Linked DNA regions of Rattus norvegicus: regions 1 and 3 are each linked to region 2. Evidence: chromatin contacts called from public Hi-C data. All regions are on one chromosome and are shown on one strand. Each heading gives the region's core, a stretch centred on a gene start, on an enhancer-like site or on the middle of the called end of the contact. The rest is flanking DNA. Distances are from core to core; before and after follow the strand shown.

Evidence for each region. A called contact is a pair of places that touch in the nucleus more often than the background predicts.
Region 1: a Hi-C map of hepatocytes shows a contact between it and region 2, with 2.1 times the contacts expected there. The contact joins the promoter of Psd4 here to the enhancer-like site in region 2. A contact is called at or near these places in 7 of 12 Hi-C or Micro-C datasets (the A7r5 cell line, the Rat2 cell line, Schwann cells and 4 more).
Region 3: a Hi-C map of liver shows a contact between it and region 2, with 4 times the contacts expected there. The contact joins two enhancer-like sites. A contact is called at or near these places in 12 of 12 Hi-C or Micro-C datasets (the A7r5 cell line, the Rat2 cell line, Schwann cells and 7 more) and 1 of 1 datasets of contacts at active chromatin or transcription factors (oligodendrocytes).

The regions. Positions count from the first base shown.
Region 1 is chr3:27,534,034-27,536,733 of GRCr8, reverse strand. It overlaps Psd4 (pleckstrin and Sec7 domain containing 4), which reads right to left and starts at 1,294. Exons shown (of 19, transcript NM_001134881.1): 1 at 1,177-1,294; 2 at 406-638.
Region 2 is chr3:27,732,455-27,735,154 of GRCr8, reverse strand. No RefSeq gene overlaps it. Among named protein-coding and RNA genes, the nearest start is that of Pax8, 93 kb to the right of the region's middle. Within about 2 kb of position 1,299, at least 8 of the 93 cell types and tissues checked have an H3K27ac peak or open chromatin away from gene starts, as enhancers often do. A contact at or near this core is called in hepatocytes and liver, where this site is marked.
Region 3 is chr3:27,585,003-27,587,702 of GRCr8, reverse strand. Pax8 (paired box 8) reads left to right here. Exons shown (of 12, transcript NM_031141.2): 11 at 1,273-1,359; 12 at 2,680-2,700. Among named protein-coding and RNA genes, the nearest start is that of Psd4, 51 kb to the right of the region's middle. Within about 2 kb of position 1,307, at least 13 of the 93 cell types and tissues checked have an H3K27ac peak or open chromatin away from gene starts, as enhancers often do. A contact at or near this core is called in liver, where this site is marked.

The DNA of each region.
Region 1 (2,700 bases), core at 45-2,544, 200 kb after region 2:
GGACTTCAGGGAGGGTGACCTAGACATACTCATTCATTCAGTGCTCTCTGAGGGCTCCTCCCCACCTCATTCATGCAGTGCTCTAAGGCCTTAGAAGTAAGTTTGTAACTCCCCATCACTGTTCTGTGGAGACTTGTAGGCCTTGAAGATGGTAGCACTTCCCCACCTTACTTAGGATGTCTGCTGCATCCTCTCTAGCCAAGGGACAGTTTCTCTCATTTTCCTGTCACATCTCTCCTCATCCCGAGATAAGGCAAGAGAGTTCATAATGCCTAAGTATGCGGCAGCAGCTGCTGCTGCTTAGTGAGTATCCATTGAATAAAGGAAGGAAGGAATCTTCCCACGACCCTACAGGAACAGAAAAGGCTATGCTGGGAAGACAATACTCACTTCCTGTTCACTAACCTTGACCTTGAGGTGTTTCTCCGCAGAGGAACCATAGAAATCCAATTAGATGTTAATTACATCCAATCACCTTAGGGCTTGGGGAAGGGGCTGGGCTAATGAGGTTTGCAGGCAAGTGAGAATGGAGATATTCAGCACTTGAATTTGATGCTGGCCTCACGACCTAGACATACAGGTTGTGAACTGAGGACTGGTGGACACATATATTAGGGGAACAAAAGCCGGCCTATACCCTGGAAAAACCCAGCATAATTCGCACCCCGGTTCCATTGTCATTCTACTGAAAGGACAAGTAAGGCTGAATCCTAAGTCTCGAAAGGAACCAGAAAGAAAGGTGACTTATCACCTGAATGGATTATGTTTACCTTCCCAAGAATGTCTGCTGTTTTCTGGACAGACATAACCAGAAGAGCTCAGGAGAAGGGCCAGTGCCAACCATGTGGGAAAGAGCTGCGGTTCTCCAAGATATCAGCACCTTCCTGGGGCCAGCCCTTAAGCTCCCAGTAAACATGTGTCATCTGGGAGGAGCACCTCAGACGTCATCACAGTCACCAGAGAACATCTTTAAAGGCTCCTGCTTTACCGAGGGCTCCAGCAGTCGAAGAAACCCCATACCAGGATTGATCAGTGGGGCTCAACTAAACTTTATCTCGTCAGTTAGGCCTTATTCTTGGGGTCCCTGCTAGCTATCGAGCCTCCTACAACTTCTCCCCTACTCAGACCTCTAGTCCTGGACGTTCTGGCCCCAGTGGGCTCTCCTCAGGTGCTCACCTGCTAGTCTTGACCGGTGCACGGCGCAGCCACAGTGGAGACACCTTCAGGAGGACGTCAGATCGAATTCTTGCCACTGCAGCCGAGCCCTTCGCATGTGCCTGTCTCCACGTCCCGCTGGGCTCCGGCAGCCCGGGCGCCCCTTTGGCTCCGGGCCCAGGAGCCGGCCGGAGCCGCGAGGGCTGCGGGGAGGCGCAGCGCTGAACCGGGTTTCCGGGAGGGCGGCGATCGGAGGTTTGGGCGGGACAGGCTAGAGCGAAGCCGTCCGACTGGTCTGACCAGGGCGCTGGGCTGGGCGGCGGGCTTGGGCCGGACTCAACCCGCTCACAGAGCCGCGCTCCTCCACCCCATTTAGTTGATTTTGTCAAGCACATATACCAGAAACTGGCCAGATCCGCACAAGCTGCCCCAAATGGGATAATAATTAAGCATCCCCACAAATCCATTATTTCTTACTCATTTAGTAGATACAAGCAAAGAATCATTATTGGAGCTCAGAGTTTCATCTGTGTTGCAACTGTTGACCCACTGTGATTGGGGACATGCTGGCAAACAGCTGCGACTGGAAATGCAAAGACATTTTCCCAAACTTAATCTTAGACATGGACTGACATTTTGCAAGAAGTTCTGTATTTTCAATAGCTCTCTCTCTCTCTGGCGCCATCCAGAGTGTATTCCCATCACTCTAGATAGGACATAGACTGGAAATTTGAATGAAGTGTTTTCTGTGTATCCGGTCACATTTTAGCTGCCCTAGAAACTTACAGTTTGGAAAAACTAATTGCCTGAAACACGGCTGACAAATTGTGCTTTAAGCAACAACCACAGGTAATATGTGTGGCGTGCTGGGTTCCAGGTTATAAAGTATGTGTGTTAACACATTTAATCTTCACAAGCTTCAAGATAGGAAGTGGGTAAGTGACCACAAAATAAGCACATAACACACACACACACACACACAGAGAGAGAGAGAGAGAGAGAGAGAGAGAGAGAGAGAGAGACAGACAGACAGACAGACAGACAGACAGACAGACTTGGGACCTAAAGGCATGCTCCTGCCAGCTGCTTTGCTGTTTTGAGACATGCTGATGAAAAGGTATAAATTGTGAAGGGCTCTGAACTAATTCTTGTGTATCTCCTGTGAGCATGCCACACAGTGAGTGGCCTCTATGAGATGGGAGAAGGAACCACACACATCAAAAGCTGCAGCCCACCTGGCAGATTAGCATGCTGAGTGTGTGTGTAGGGCTGCTGGAGGTGGGAATTTCTCTAAGAGTGGAAAATTCTAACCAAGGAGGGAGCTCCCTAAGTGGGAGTGCATGGGCCTATAGACTCCTCTCAAGTCCCTGAGACTCCTGAATGCATATGGGGCTGGATTACAAGTAACTCAAAGAAAACCACCCTAAGCCTTGGAACCTGGCTTGAGTCTCGGCAGTTCAGACAGTCCTATAAAAAACACCTTGGGGCTTCGCATTGAAATTCCACAGTAGTCACACCTAGAGGACCAAGATATGCTTCTAATAG
Region 2 (2,700 bases), core at 50-2,549:
GTGACAGTGAAGACAGAGCTTTGCATAACGAAATTTTCACTAAGAACACAGAAAATAATGGCTGTGACTGTCCCCTCTGTGTCTGCCAATAATGGCAGGGTGTCCAGAATACCAGCCCAGCAATGGGGAGGGGACAGAGAAGTTGGAAAAACATCCCCTGGTCCTTTGAGCACATTCCCAAGATACCAGACCAGCCACCAGCATTTCCCAAGCCTCCCCCAGGCCCTGGGAAACTGTTCAAATTGAGCTCATTCCATCCTCAGGAACAGTCTTGACCCCCCACTTGCTATCTGATATTCAAAGAGCCAGGTATCAGCCATGTAGGATATGGTCTTCTGGGCGTCAGTAGGCACGTGAAAGATGTGTCCTAGAAAAAGTTAGTCAGTGCCAGGGAGAGACGGCTCTGCATGTATGTGTAGCAGAGGAGTCTTAGTGAGAGGAGAATCTAGTCATCCACACGGAAGGCAGGACACAAGGGGCAAAGACGAACAGAAGTCCAGTGGCCACTGACGATCAGGATGGGCCTGCTTCCCAGGCCGTGGCGACATGGGCTAAAGAGTTCAGGCCTGGCCTAAATGCGGAGTCCAAATGTCAGCCCGAATGCATAGTTCGAGAAAACGGACACATTTCCCAAGTGATTCCTTCACTTACAACTGAAGAGAGCTGCTGACTCTGTCTTGGGAGGGCTGTGAGGGTTACACGATGCACGTCATAGAAGATGCTTGGTAACATTCTGCACGGTGAGCATCTCTTTGGGCACATGACTGTGGGCTAAGTGAGTGTTCATGTTCCTTTCCTTCACTTTCTGAGATTGCCAGACCACTCCTCCTGGCCTCCAATGTTTATCTACAGCTTAGACCATTTAACTTATGAAAAACGCTACAAGGTGTCTCCCAGAAGAAGCCCTAAGACGGAGGGCTCCTGCAGCCAAGGCAGGAAAGGTGCAATCTCATCTGAAGGCTGTCTCAAGAGGGCCTGGACAAGAGAACAAGCCCACCTGTGCAGGGTGGGAGGGGCTCCCCTCTGGCAGGGCTTCTCAACCTTCCTAATGTTCCTCATGTGGCGACACCAACCGTAAAATTATCTCATTGTTTCTTCACAACTGTAACTTTTCTACTGTTATGAATGGTGGTATAACTATCTGGTGTGCAGATCTGATGTGTAACCCTTCCGAAAGGGTCATTTGACACCCAAAAGGGTTGTGACCCACAGGTTGAGTACCACTGTCCTATGGCTGTTGTTCTCCCTCTGGTGAAACCTGCCCGGCAGCAGTCTTTATTGACCAACTTACTCAAGGGCCAAAGGTCAAGATCTGACACTAGTGCTAGGACCTGAGGAAAATCATGAGCTGTGGCACTCGGCATGCTTTGGTGAGTGCTGCAATGCCACTGTGAGCTTACATCATGGCACCTACAGGTTAGCGTGGCTGGTTCCCCACAGGTGCTCCTGCATAAAGAAACAGAAGTCACCACCAGCTGCATGGAGCTTTAGGGACACTGTCTGGCAGCCATTTCAACCGTAGGACACATTCTTGTCCACTTACCCATAAACCTAACACTCCAGGAAAATCTTGATATCACTCAGTGGTGTGGTTCTAAGCACAGGTTCCATGATGCTTCCCCTGGAGACGAAGAACTGTCTGCCTAGTGCATTCTTTTTTTTTTTTTTTTTTTTTTGGTTCTTTTTTTCGGAGCTGGGGACCGAACCCAGGGCCTTGCGCTTCCTAGGTAAGCGCTCTACCACTGAGCTAAATCCCCAGCCCATGCCTAGTGCATTCTTAAAGCACTGACAGCCTCTTCTTCCCCTGGCTCCTGCACTGCCTCTGAGAGTGGAGTGGCTCCCTTGCAGTCCGACCTTACAGTTCTCTGATAGCCTCCAGCTTCTTTGAACACCCACAAGGACCTCTTAGGAGTAAGAGCTTTTGCCTGGGAGGTTCTGAGCTCTAAGCCCAACTTAGTTCTTTGTTGGTCATGGGCCCCTGGCAACAGAGTTGCCTGTTACAGAGTTTCTGTGCTTGTTCTTCAGAGGGTGGTAAAGTGGACTAAACAAAGCAGGAATAAATAAAACAAGGTTATGAAAGGATTTCAGGTGGCACTAAGTGCCGGAAAAAATCATGACAAGGAATAAGGAAGGAGATTTTATGCCAGGCAGGTAGCACAGGGCCTGAGTTCAATAAACATTGTCACTAGTGACTGGCTTCCGTCTTGGGGTGGTTCTGTCTAGCAACCTTACTCCAAAAAAGATCCTTTTTTTGTCCATCTTCCCTGCAGTGACCTGATGACTCCCAGCTGTCCCTCTGTCCGTCCCTCTGTCTTTACTCAGCTCCCTGGCTCTCCTGGGCTTCTCAGGCCAGTACCCTGGGCTTGGATCTGGTCCAGTGTGGATCTTGGTGTTGTAACCCACTTCACTGACCTCCCTGGCATCTTGCAGTCCTTGCCTCTCAAGGGTCCACGCGGTCTGTAGCAAACTCTCAGTCACGTCGAATGCCTCTTCATCCATGCGCTGTGTGGTCCAGCAGCCAGGCAGGGCTCTACTCATGTCACAGCTGTATTCCAAAGCTTCTCCAGTCTGCACGTCCTAATCTTATTCCCAGTCTGTGACTTTGCCTCTTTGCTGACGCGTCAGGCCCCAGCCTTCGGCATCTCTACATCCTGCTAGAGAGAGCTAACCCACCACATGGCCTATCTGTAGATCACGAGG
Region 3 (2,700 bases), core at 58-2,557, 150 kb after region 2:
AATGAGGAAGCACTGCTCGCCCAGCCCAGGCTCTAAGTTTGTGTGGCTGAGCTGAGCATCCACTGAACTTTTTTTTTTTTTTGTACCTGTTTCAGGAATAAAAAGAAACCAACATTTATTGATACTGCTTTTATCAAGAGCATGATTCTAAGCATTTACTATTCCCTATCTCATTTAATGTTCACCAAAATCCCATGAGATACAGACAAGAGTTTGCCCTGTATAATAGGCAAAGGAAGTAAGGCATGGGAGAAAGACACACACACACACACACACACACACACACACACACGCATGAGAGAGAGAGAGAGAGAGAGAGAGAGAGAGAGAGAGAGAGAGAGCCAAGTCCAGAGCTGAGGAGTTTTAAATCTTCATCCAGAGTCTGAAGGAGGGAGATAAGAAGTCACGTAAAAAGCCAGGGCATTTAGCTCACAATCACAGATGAGTTCTGAGAGACTAAACATTTTTGAATATAAAGTTGACTAGAATCTGACTGGGTTTGTAAGTGAAGTCATCTGGCAAATGCTCGAAGGAATCACCTGACATTTAGGATCAAGAGTTCTAACATCAAGTTCATGCTCCATCGCCGGTCTGCAGTGCACGCGCAGATGAGCTTCTTCCTCAGTCACGGGGCTGGTTGGGAGAGACGGAAAAGGCAGAGCTTTGTAAGCTTCAAACCAAATGATAGGTGGAGTAGTCAGCTCACCCGTTTGCTGTTGTGGAAGGGAATTCTTCAGTAAAGTCTTTGGTTCTTTTGGGAAAGCCAAAGATTAGCTCACAGAGAAAGGAGCCCAGCATACATCATATGAATTCATGGGCTGAGTCTGCCTAAAGCAAGAGCTCAGCTTTCCTGAGGGTTGGCCCCCTCCTTCACCACCAGCCCCTCTCCCTGTCATGGGCTCCTCTGGAAAGTTTCATCTGTAGAAAGTACAAGCAGCCGACACAGTGCGATTGGAATCTGGCTCAATGTCTATAGTTTTGGCAGTTTCCACACTACCTCAGATTTCAACTTGTGTGAGTTTCTGGAGCCTCACTTTACCTGGAAAATGGAGATTATGATGTCTGCCTCTGGGGAGGGGGGGGCTCTTGGGGACTGCAGTGTACGAAGGAGCTGCTCAAAGTGACCCATACTGTGGGGCCTCCTGAGCTTCACTGTCCAGTGCCACTCATTCTTGGACTCGGTCTTGTCAGTCCCACAGATCTGTGTCCCTGTCCCAATCCCTGTACAGTTGTCATGAACCTCACAGTTCTCTTGCCTGTGTGCTCCAACAGGAAGTGAGTATTCTGGCAATGCCTACAGCCACACCCCGTACGCCTCCTACAGTGAGGCCTGGCGCTTCCCCAACTCCAGCCTGCTGAGTAAGTTCCTGGGTTTGTCCAGGGGAGGGTTGGGGGAGGGGAACGAAGCCAGGCCAAAAGAGCTGGGAGGCCCCAGGTTGGAAGGTACGTCTAGAGAGATGGCAGTCGTCACAGAAGAAATCAGCAGCAGATCACAGTAGCTGGTAGGTTTAGGGGGGAGAACAGAAGGTCGAACCTTCTACCTCTTTTATAAATGTCCTTCCCACAGCATGTCTGTTCAAATTTCATTTTGTGTAAAATTTGGGAATCAGGCCTTGAAGGTCAAGGGTTGAGAAAGGCTAAGCTACATTCAAGCCAAGGCCAGGAGGCACCGTTCAGGAGCAGACTGCTAGCTACTCTCCTTCCTGGGAACTGAGGCCAAGGTGACATCTTGCTCATTGGTTATCTAAACAGGTTGAAGACAGTCATGAGTCACCACAAAGGCTTTCTTCCACCCATTTCCTTATATTTGACTTGAGAAATGAATAATATTCAGGGTTTATATCTGAAAAGTGAGTTTCAGTGAGTTTTGAGGCTACCTTTTCACCCCTGGGTCCCTCAACTGTCTGAGGAAGATTTTGAGGAAAATAAGAGCACAATGGAATTCTTTTAGAGCCTTCCTGAGTGGTGGCCCCATTAGACCCTTGTCAAGTGGTGGCCCCTTGTCAGAGCAAGTCTGAACCAGAGAGAAGGAGTGGAGTGGTCTCAAAGATGTCCAGTTTTACAGACATCCATTTCCTAAAACCCCTTCCCTCCTTCTCATATCTTACAGTCCCAGAAATGACCTGCAGGGGACTTACCCATGCTGTTAGCCAGACACGTTCAATTCCAAGACAGATGTGTTCAAGTCCACATTTAGCCAGAAAGGGCAAAGACAGTGGTGCTGATGGTACTAAGAGGACCTTCGTGTGGAGCTTGCTGGGAGTCCCTCAAGTCCAGAACCCTTCTGGCCCACCAGGAGTACAATTCTTTTGTGTGTTTGGAAGAGCGTGATCTGACCTGCCATTATTTAGGCGAGGCCAGAGAGCACCTGAGTCACTCATTGCGCTCAGTTTTGGAGGTTCTGGGTGTAGCTGTTCTCTGTTGCCTAAAGTGAGAGTGTTAAAGGTCAAAGCAGTCATGAGAAGTAGGAGAAAGAAGCCATCATTTTTCTGGCTAGAAACTCAAAGGTGAGGCCAGAGGAGGAGGAAAGGCTAGAGAGGAGTTAATCTTTGATGATCAGATAGGCGGGGGGGATAAATGATTAACACTTGCTGTCTTAAAGGTCAGCAGATGTAGAGGAATGCTATGGTACAGCTTTCCCTCTGACCAGCAATGCTGTTGTTGTTTTAATGTGTCCAGGTTCCCCATATTATTACAGCT